Linked DNA regions of Mus musculus: region 2 is linked to region 1. Evidence: chromatin contacts called from public promoter capture Hi-C data. All regions are on one chromosome and are shown on one strand. The core of a region is the stretch at or near the end of the contact, and the rest is flanking DNA. Distances in the headings are between cores, read along the strand shown. Region 1 overlaps Gm39299 (a long non-coding RNA gene). Region 2 holds the start of Ppan (peter pan homolog).

Region 1 (4,577 bases), core at 148-2,647:
TAGACCAGGATGGACTCACTATGTAGCCAAGGATGGCTCGCACACCTGATCCTCCTCCTTCACTCTCAAGTGCTGGGCGACAAGTGTGTACCCCACCCATGCCCACTTTATCTTTATCTTAATCTTATCTGGACTTAGGGCCAATGCTTTAGGGGTCCCCACAGGCTGGGAAGGACTAGTTCGACTTAGTCATATACCCCAGGGCCTTTGCACTTACCACTCCCTTCCATTTACCTGGGTGTTGTTCCCCTTGGACCCTATATTTCAATACCCTTTCCTCTTCTTTCTGCTTCAATCACTTTCTCTCAGAAGGCTGCTGTGATCGGCCATCTAAAATCATTTGTTTGAGACAGTTATGAAGTGAGACACACGTGCAGGCTGCAGCGTCACAGTAGCCATGCTGAGGACTGGGGGGCTCTGAGTAAACTGAGAGAACACCAGGTAGAGAGGAAAGCCTGCACACAGCGAAGGTCCCCTCCCCCACCCCAGGCAGGACAGCCAGCAAAGGCAGGGCTCTCTCTCACACTGCTAAGAAGACTGTACAAGTGGAAACTCGAGGATTGAGCTGATCGAGGGCTGAAGGTGTGTAACCAACAGTCGACAAGATGCTTGCCTGTTTTATATGAAGCTCTGAGTTCCAATCCTCAACACCACACAGAACCAACTATGGTGTCAAATCCGGAGTTCAAGGTCAACCTCTATTCCAGAAGTTTGCAGTCTGTGTGTTTAGTGGGTCACATACCAGACATTCTGCATATCAGGTAAATACATTACAATTCATAACAGTGGTAAATTACAGTTTTGAAGTAGCAACAAATAATTTTATGGTTGGGGTCACCACAGATGAGGAACTGTGTTAAAAGGTCTGAGCATTAGGAAGGTTGAAAACCACTGCTCTATTACATAACATAGTGCTTGAGACTAGCTTTGGCTACATGAGACACCCCACCTCCCGCAGCTCTATAAACAAAACAAATCAGGCAGATGTACATAGCTCACCACCCAAAGCCCTGGATTCTGTACCCAGAATCCCAACTCGCAGAAGAAAGACTCTGGCAGGCGATTGCCACTAATTTGGGGCTAGCCCAGGTTACAAAATGAGACCCTGTCACAATGAAACAAAATGTATGACTCACACAGTTCTGGACTTTTTCACAGAATATTTTCTGTTGTTATCTGAAACTTCAGAAAGCAGACCACTGGAGAAGTGGGAACCCCTGTGCCCAGGGAGGTGCCTGAGATCACGGGTGTCAGCAGAGGCTGAAATTCCACGGAAGGGCGCTGCTACTCAGAGCCGAGCTGAACTTCCTTATCCTATCAAGGTGTTAACCTCCCAGCTTGTCTGGGGGCGGGGAAATCAGGACAAACTGCGTGAGGAACCTCCTGGGGCTGGGCTCAAAACTGAGGAGCTGGGGCGACACCTAGTGGTGGAGTGAGGTTTGTGCAGGACGCGAGGGGTGTGTGTGCTTGTGTGAGTGTGTGCACGCCCGCCTGTGCGGGCATACATTTAACAGACATACCTTGGTTAGGGCTCCTCACAAGCACTCCACTTGGTTTTGTTGTTGGTACTGTTTGTTTGGTTTTGGTTTTCCAAGACAGGGTTTCCCCGTGTAGCCCTAGCTGTCTAGGAATTCACTCTGTAGACCTGGCTGTCCTCGAAGTCACAGAACTCTGCCAGCCTCAGCCCCCGTAGTGCTAGGATTAAAGGCGTGCGCCACCACCCTCTGGCTTTATTTTGTTTTTAAATTTTAATCACATTTATTTATTTAGGAAGGGGAGAGTTCTTAGCTTGGTGCCCACAGGAAGTCAGAGATGTCAAGGTTAGACGACAACTTCGGGGGTCAGTTCTCTCTTTCACTGTTTGGAACTCAGGTCTTCAGGTTTGGCGCCAAGCTACCTTAGTCTCTGAATCTTCTCACCTGCATCACTTCGTGTTGTTGAGAGAGGATCTTTCACTGGCCTGGAGCTTACCAAGTACGGGACTGGGTATGGTCACCCTAGGGCTGACAGATTTTCTCACATCCAGAGAACCAAGAATCCACACTAAGCACAGGGTGGCAGCAGCCCCAATACGCTTGGTACATCTGTGCCTCAGGCTAGTCTAAGAGGAAGCAGGAAACACCTGAGTGGAGCTAAGAGATTGGGTGAGGTGTGTTTGGAAAGCTGTTCACCTGAACACCAGTAAACTTAGAGTCTCTGGCTCCTGCCCCGCTCCTCCCCACCCCGTTCCTCCCCCCCCCACGCCCGTGTGTAGGTATGTGTATGTTAGCATGTATGTGGCCAAGTGTGCATCTGAAGGCCAGAGGTTGGCATCTGTGGTCTTCCTAGGTTGCTTTCTATTGTATGTTTTGGCGTGATCTGTCCACGTACTTGGAACATGCTGCTCTGGTTAGTCTAGCAGGGCAGCTCTCTCTGAAGTTCCTATTCCCACCATGTGAGTGCTGAGGTTCTACGCAGCCCACGCCCACCTGACATTTACACGGGCTTTGGGAATCAGAACTCAGGTCTTCATACTTCATGTGGCAAGCACTTTACCCACTGAACCATTTCATTTATTTACCCGAGTGTGAGCGTGTGTCTGATTCTGGCGGCCAGAGGACAGCGTGCAGGAGTTGGTTCTCTCCTCTTACCATATGGGTTCTAGGGCTAGAACTCAGGTCGCCAGTCTTAGCAGCAATCTCCTTTACCTGCTAAGCCATCTTGCCAGCCCCTTTACACACAGTTCTAATGATCTGTACTACTGGATGCCAAGTCCTACTTAGAAGACAGAACTATAAAATGTCACTGCACAAAAATAAAGGAAGTCAAAAGTAAAGTCAGTCAAGGCCGTGAAGAGGATACACAACTCCTCATTCCCTAATCCCAGAGATCCCGATTAGCCTCAAGAAAAGCACAGTGAGGCTGGAGAGATGGCTCCACAGTTAAGAGCACTGGCTGCCCTTCCAGAGGACCTGGGTTCAATCCCCAGCACCCATGTAGCAGCTCACACGTGTCTGTAACTCCAAAGTATCTGTCCTCCTCCTACAGACATTCATGCTTTAAGGCAAAATACCAGTCCACATGAAATAAAAATAAACAAATCATTTTTAATATAAAAAGAAAGAAAGAGGGGGCTGGAGAGATGGCTCATCAGCTGAGAGCGCTGGCTGCTCTTCCAGAGCGGCTGAGTTCAAGTCCCAGGACCACATGGTGGCTCTGATGCCCTCTTCTGGCCAGCAGGTGTATATGCAGATAGAACACTAAAAAAAAAAAAATACATAAATCTTAACATAAAAAAAAAAAAGGAAAGAAAAACACAGTAAATACACTGAGAGAGGGATGCTTTCCCCTTGTTTCTCTGGTAATTTCAGTGTGACACACTGGTGACAGGGAGAGATGAGAGACACAGCTCGCTTTGGAGAGTCTGAGAGTCTACAAGTCCAAGAGACAGATGCAAGCTGGGTACGGTGGTACATGCCTGCCATCTTAGCTCTCTGAAGGCTGAGGCACAAAACTTGAAAGTTGAAGGCTGGCTTGGGCAACTTAACAAGCCTTTGTTTTAAAATAAAACAAAAGGAAGCTAGGGGCGTGGCTCAGCTGTAGAGCCCCTGCCTAGAATCCCTGGGGAAAGGGGCTGGGGACAAGGCTCAGTGTCACACAAGTGTAGTATGCAGAGGATCGTTTGCTGAGCCGACATGGACCGGAAATACATGGCTTCTGGGAATGGGAACTCAGGTTGGGTGTGGATGGGAGGTGAGATCAGAGGTGAATGTGGGAAGGATGGTTGTGATCTGGTTACAAAGACCTTGAATTCTAAGTTAAGCAATCAGAATTTATTGAGTTGTCAGTCAGTAGTCACAGGCTAGGAGAGAGAATTCAGTGGTTAAGAGCACTGGCTGCTATTCCATAGAACCCAGGTTTGATTACCAGCACTCGCATGGCAGCTAAAAACCACCCCTAACTTCCAGAGAAACAGATGCCCTTTTCTGACCACCACAGGCACCAGGCAACACACACACACTAAATCACACACACACATACACACAGAGTGATAAACGATTATAATGATGATCAGGGCTATAACAAAATCCTGTCTCAAAATCAAAACAAATAAGGCCCAGCATTGGTGGTGGAGACGGCTCTTTGGTGGAGTGCTGGCCTAGCACACACAAAGCCCTGTGTTCCAACCCCAGCACCACAGAAACTGTGCTTGGTGGAGCACTCCCACGGTGCCAGCCCTGGGGAGGAGAATCAGGAGTTCAAAGTCATATTTGGCTATATATTAATTTTGAGGCTATCCTGGGCTATGTGAGACAATGTTTTAAAAGAACAACAAAACAAACAAACAAACAAACAAACAAACAAAAAGCACAGAGGTGTCAAAACTTGATTCTAAGCACAACGGAAGCTCCACATTTCTAGTATGAAAGTAGAGAACCCAGCAAACCCTGGCTTAACCCCAGCTGGGAACTCACACATGTCTCACTCAATATTGAGACTACAGACACCTCTGCAAGTTGGCTTTGGAGATAAATAAATCCTGTGGAGATGATGCATTTGCCCATGGAGTCTGGGGATCATGGGACTGAGTGATGACT
Region 2 (4,531 bases), core at 1,737-4,236, 150 kb before region 1:
CCGGCCACAGCCTGGGGCAGTTCTGTGGTGTTGTGTTCTCCATCTGGCTCCACCTCACTGTCTGATAGCCCCACACCCCTGTGTAAAACAACAGGTTACCTTGGGCGCTCCACAGGTGCAGCTGCCACCCACCAGCTTTCTTACTTACGTGGCCAGCAGCTCACTGATGTCCTGCAGTCGGCTCATGTTAGGGAACTTCTCCTGTAAGAGCTTCTTCATGCCGCGGCTTGCACCCACGGGAACCACTTTGACGCTGCTGCAATGGCGGGAGTAGGGGGAGAGGTGAATGGTCATGGAGTCCACGGTCAGCTCTCTGCCCTCTCCTGTACATGCATCAGGGCGTTTACTTTGAGTCTGAGCAATCACACAACCTCAGCAGCAGAATTCTCATCAGGTGCACGGGTGTCCCACACTGAGTCCCTCCCTCCCTCTCACCAACACTCACTAGTGTCGGAAGTCCAGCTCTTGGGAGTCAGGGTTGTAGTTAATGAGGAGGCAGCGCTTAATGGTGTTCAGGTTCACCTGGGAGTAGAGGCAAGGGGACCGTGAGCCGCCTGCCTGGGGAACTATGTGCTGAAACCAGGGACCAAGCTGGGAAGGAGTGTAGCTTTCTCCAGCAGTCTGTGTCTGCAGAAGGCACTAGGATGCCTAGTGCAGGTGTTAGGGGCTACTACAACCAGAGTCCTCAGACTGTCTGAAGCACTGGCTAAAGGGGCCACCAAAGCCAACCACCAGACTTAAGACATTGTAAGGAACCTAATCTGAGAAGCACTGATGCCAGGGTTTAGCATCTGAAGCTCTGGAGCCAGGAGCGTACTTGACACTCTAGTCTTCCTAGGTGGCTTATTAGAAAAGACCACAAGTCTAATCCTAGCCTGGTCTAACATACGACCTTGAATCCAGAATAAGGGGCAGAGAAATGGCTTAGTTGGCAGAGTGCCGGCCTACAATGCACAAAGCCCAACACCTTTCAAGGTGTACTAAGCACAGAAGAGATGGAAGATCAGAAGTTCAAGTCCAGCATCAGCCTCAAAGTTGGAGGCCAGCTTGAGATATATGAGACCCTCCTATCAACTCCTAGCCCCGCCTCCGAATTTAACATCAAATCAGTTGCTTTATGCCAAGCGAGTCTCTCCACTCAATGGAGGCGTAACATGTGGTCTGCTCCCCCTCCAACTGTCCAACCCTGGCCCCGGCAGCTGTCACAGATCTGGCCCACCGTGTGCACGTTGATGGACGGGAACAGGTTCTGGAACATGGTGGCCATGAGCTTGATGTGCATGCCCTGGGGGCCGAAGCTGTTGAGCACCAGGAGGGGAGGGTGGTTAAACTGCTGCTCGTGCATCCGGTGTCGGCGCAGGGAAGAGACCACGTCCCGTATCAGTGTATACTGAAAGGAGGGAGAAGAGAGGCTAAGCACCCGTGTGACCAGGGCCCTCCCCAGGCAAGCCGGGCTCTCATATCTACCCTTCTCACCTTGCTGATCTGGAACGTCAAAGTGGGGCCTCCTGGGAGCCGCATCAGCTTCTGCCAAAGAAAGGGTGGGTGAGGGTGCAGGGGTCTGGCTGGCGGGTGGGGCGAGAGAAGGGAAAGCCCTGCTCCTTCACTTCAGAGCGTTTACTTTGAAGCCAGCATCACAAGAGCTCAGGGCAATGGGCTCATCATCAGACAGGAGCAGCTGGGGCTCAGGGAGGGAAAGGGACGGTGTGGCGCGCACTCACCAAGTATACACTGTTATCTGTTTTGGTCAAAATAAGGAAGTGTGTGACCCCCAGGGGGCCAGCCACTGCCACACAGTCCTTCAGGGAGTTCTTCTTTCGAACCTGATAAATGGAGAAAGAAACGGACACAAGGGGCTGGTGAGATGGCTCAGTGGGTAAGAGCACCCGACTGTTCTTCCGAAGGTCCAGAGTTCAAATCCCAGCAACCACATGGTGGCTCACAACCATCTGTAATGAGACCTGAGACCCTCTTCTGGAGTGTCTGAAGACAGCTACAGTGTACTTACATATAATAAATAAATAAATCTTTAAAAAAAAAAAAAAGAAACGGACACAAACATTGAGAGAAGACGTTTAAACGATTATTCTGAGATGGTATTTCTGACCACACACTCCTTTCTGGAGGTATTGGGGTTTTACCTGTACCCCTAAACTATTGCCCCAGCACTCAAAAATACTCTTTAAAAAGTATTTTTTACAAGCCTGTTGGGAGGGACGCAAAGATGGAGGTCAGAGGACTTCAGGAGCTGTTTCACCCCCTCCACTACGTGGGGCACAGGAATTGAACTACAGTTTAACAGCAAGCCCCCTTTCCCACTGAGTCACCTAGCGATTGCCCCCAAAGTATGACTTTCCGTTTTTTACACAAGACCTCACTATGTAACCACAGATGGTCTCTATGGTGATCTTCCCCCTCGATTCTATTCCCGATTTCGCCTGCACACCATTAAGCCTGGGTCAGAGGTGCTGGGGATTCAGCCAAGCCCTCCCACATGGAAGGCAGGCGCTCAGCTTCTGGCCCCAAGTCCTCGCCAAGATGCCGAGCCCCGAACCTGGAGCTGAAGGGCTGAGGGATACAGACCTGCAGGCGGGTAGCGGTGAGAGGTTCCATGACCCGCCGCACATCCAGGCTGAGCTGCCGGACATTGCGACCCGCTCGGCCTCGCGTGAACACGAACGAGTGCGGCTGTGCAGCGTAGGACTCGAGGTTGCGGAGCTGCGCCTGGGCGCGATTGCGCTTCTGATGTCGGGACTGCGGGGACGACAGGCAGGCGGTGAGCGCCCAAGCTTCGGCCGCGACCCCACCAGTGCCCCATGCCCGCCCAGGCCGCCGCGCCTCACCCGCCCGGACTGCCCCATGCTGCCTGCTTCCCCACGAGGCAGCCTCTGTATTCGCTTCCGGCGCACACCGCTCACTTCCGTGCAGGAGACGCAAAGAGGACGGACTTTACGTGGCCAACTTCCGGTGCCACGCGGCTCGTAACTCTTCCCACTTCCTGCGTGCCGGCCAGTGACGTCATCCAACGGTCCTTGGCTCCGGACGGCTTAAAGGACCGAGAATCCTTTCCAGGGGTCTTTATAAAGATGCCGTGGTCCTTTTTGCACAAAAGAGAGGGGCCTCACAATTATTTGAGGGTTCGAGTCCCTATCCTGAACGTTTCGGCAAGCGTACTGCCCCCTTTGTTTGGCCTTTCAGTTTTTTATTCTGAAACAGGATCTCACGCAGCCCACGCTGGCCTGCAACTAACAGAGATCCGCGTGCGTACACTGAGCGCTGGGATTAGAGGCATGTGCCACCCTTCCTGGCTGACTAAACTCACACAGATCCGTGGGCCCGTATCTTCCAAGGACAGGAACTAAAGACTTGTACCACCATGTCCACCCCCTCTCCAAATAGATTGTATTTATTTATTTATTTTTAAATATTTTTTATTACATATTTTCCTCAGTTACATTTCCAATGCTATCCCAAAAGTCCCCCATACCCTCCCCCCCACTTCCCTACCCACCCATTCCCATTTTTTTTTTTTTTTTGGCCCTGGCGTTCCCCTGTACTGGGGCATATACAGTTTGCGTGTCCAATGGGCCTCTCTTTCCAGTGATGGCCGACTAGGCCAATCTGTGGTGGTGCATATGAGGAGATCAGAGGGTCATTTTTAAGAGTTGGTTCTCAGGCTGAAGAGATGGTTCAACGGTTAAGAGCACTGACTGCTCTTCCGAAAGCCCTGAGCTCAAATCCCAGCAACCCCAAGGTGGCTCCCAACCATAATGAGTTCTGACGCCCTCTTCCGGTGTTTCTGAAGACAGTTACAGTGTACTTACATATAATAAATAACTCTTTAAAAAAAGAGTTGGTTCTTTCCTTTTGCCATATGAGGCCTGGAGATGGAGTTCAGATCCTCAGACTTGGTGGTAGGTGTCTCTACTCAACTAAGTCATCTTGCCAGACCTCTAAAATGTTTTAAAATATAATTGTGTTATGCTCATGGGTATTTTGCATGCACAGATGTTTGTGTGTCACTTCTGAAAAAGGAGCTGGAGTTACAGATGGTTGTGAGTTGCCATGTGGGTGCTAGGGATTGAACCTGGGTCCTCTGTAAGAGCAGCTAGTGCTCTTAACCCTGAGCTAGCTCTCCAGGCAATTTTATCGGCCAGTGACGTCAGCTTACCAGTATTGGATTCCCTTATGTTTTTCATTCATCTTTAGTTTGACTCCTTCATTTTCTCTTTCTTCCTTGCATCTATTTCCTTCCTTTGTTCCTGCCCCCACTTCTCTCTCGCTCATTCTTCTGCTAGTCCCATCTGTTGTATCTTAACAGCCATTCCTCTATTCTGAGGCCCTTAACATACCCCCAACTAAGTATCCTGGCACCCTGCCTTCTGTGAATAAAGATGCAGTCCTGATCCTGGGCACAGTGGTCCCTGACACTTGGGGCTCACGCAGTTGTCTGTCAGATCCTGAGGGCCATCTTTGCTCCCCAAAATCCTGTCTGCAGATGGGCAGAAGTGTGGAAACTTCCTCTGGAAGG

Evidence for each region. Promoter capture Hi-C pulls out the DNA fragments that hold promoters and counts their contacts.
Region 2: a contact with region 1 is called in a promoter capture Hi-C map of neural stem cells. The contact joins the promoter of Ppan here to the enhancer-like site in region 1. A contact is called at or near these places in 8 of 39 promoter capture datasets (the 3T3-L1 cell line, cranial neural crest, embryonic stem cells and 2 more), 1 of 15 datasets of contacts at CTCF or cohesin (embryonic stem cells), 15 of 484 Hi-C or Micro-C datasets (the G1E-ER4 cell line, adipose-derived mesenchymal stem cells, cortical neurons and 7 more), 16 of 115 datasets of contacts at active chromatin or transcription factors (the 230-238 cell line, the NIH/3T3 cell line, acute myeloid leukemia and 7 more) and 3 of 9 other capture datasets (adipose tissue, embryonic stem cells and pancreatic islet).

Annotation. Positions count from the first base shown.
Region 1 is chr9:20,737,426-20,742,002 of GRCm38.p6, reverse strand. It overlaps Gm39299 (a long non-coding RNA gene), which reads right to left. Exons shown (of 4, transcript XR_003948292.1): 2 at 235-3,239. It also overlaps a transcript of Olfm2 not described here. Among named protein-coding and RNA genes, the nearest start is that of Gm39299, 12 kb to the right of the region's middle. Within about 2 kb of position 1,397, at least 37 of the 459 cell types and tissues checked have an H3K27ac peak or open chromatin away from gene starts, as enhancers often do. A contact at or near this core is called in neural stem cells and rod photoreceptor, where this site is marked.
Region 2 is chr9:20,886,630-20,891,160 of GRCm38.p6, reverse strand. Ppan (peter pan homolog) reads right to left here and starts at 2,986. Exons shown (of 11, transcript NM_145610.2): 1 at 2,844-2,986; 2 at 2,584-2,754; 3 at 1,722-1,823; 4 at 1,477-1,527; 5 at 1,220-1,390; 6 at 446-522; 7 at 149-256; 8 at 1-78. The coding sequence starts at 2,861. LOC115487308 (a small nucleolar RNA gene) reads right to left here and starts at 1,677; the gene lies at 1,593-1,677. It overlaps LOC115487312 (a small nucleolar RNA gene), which reads right to left and starts at 404; the gene lies at 325-404.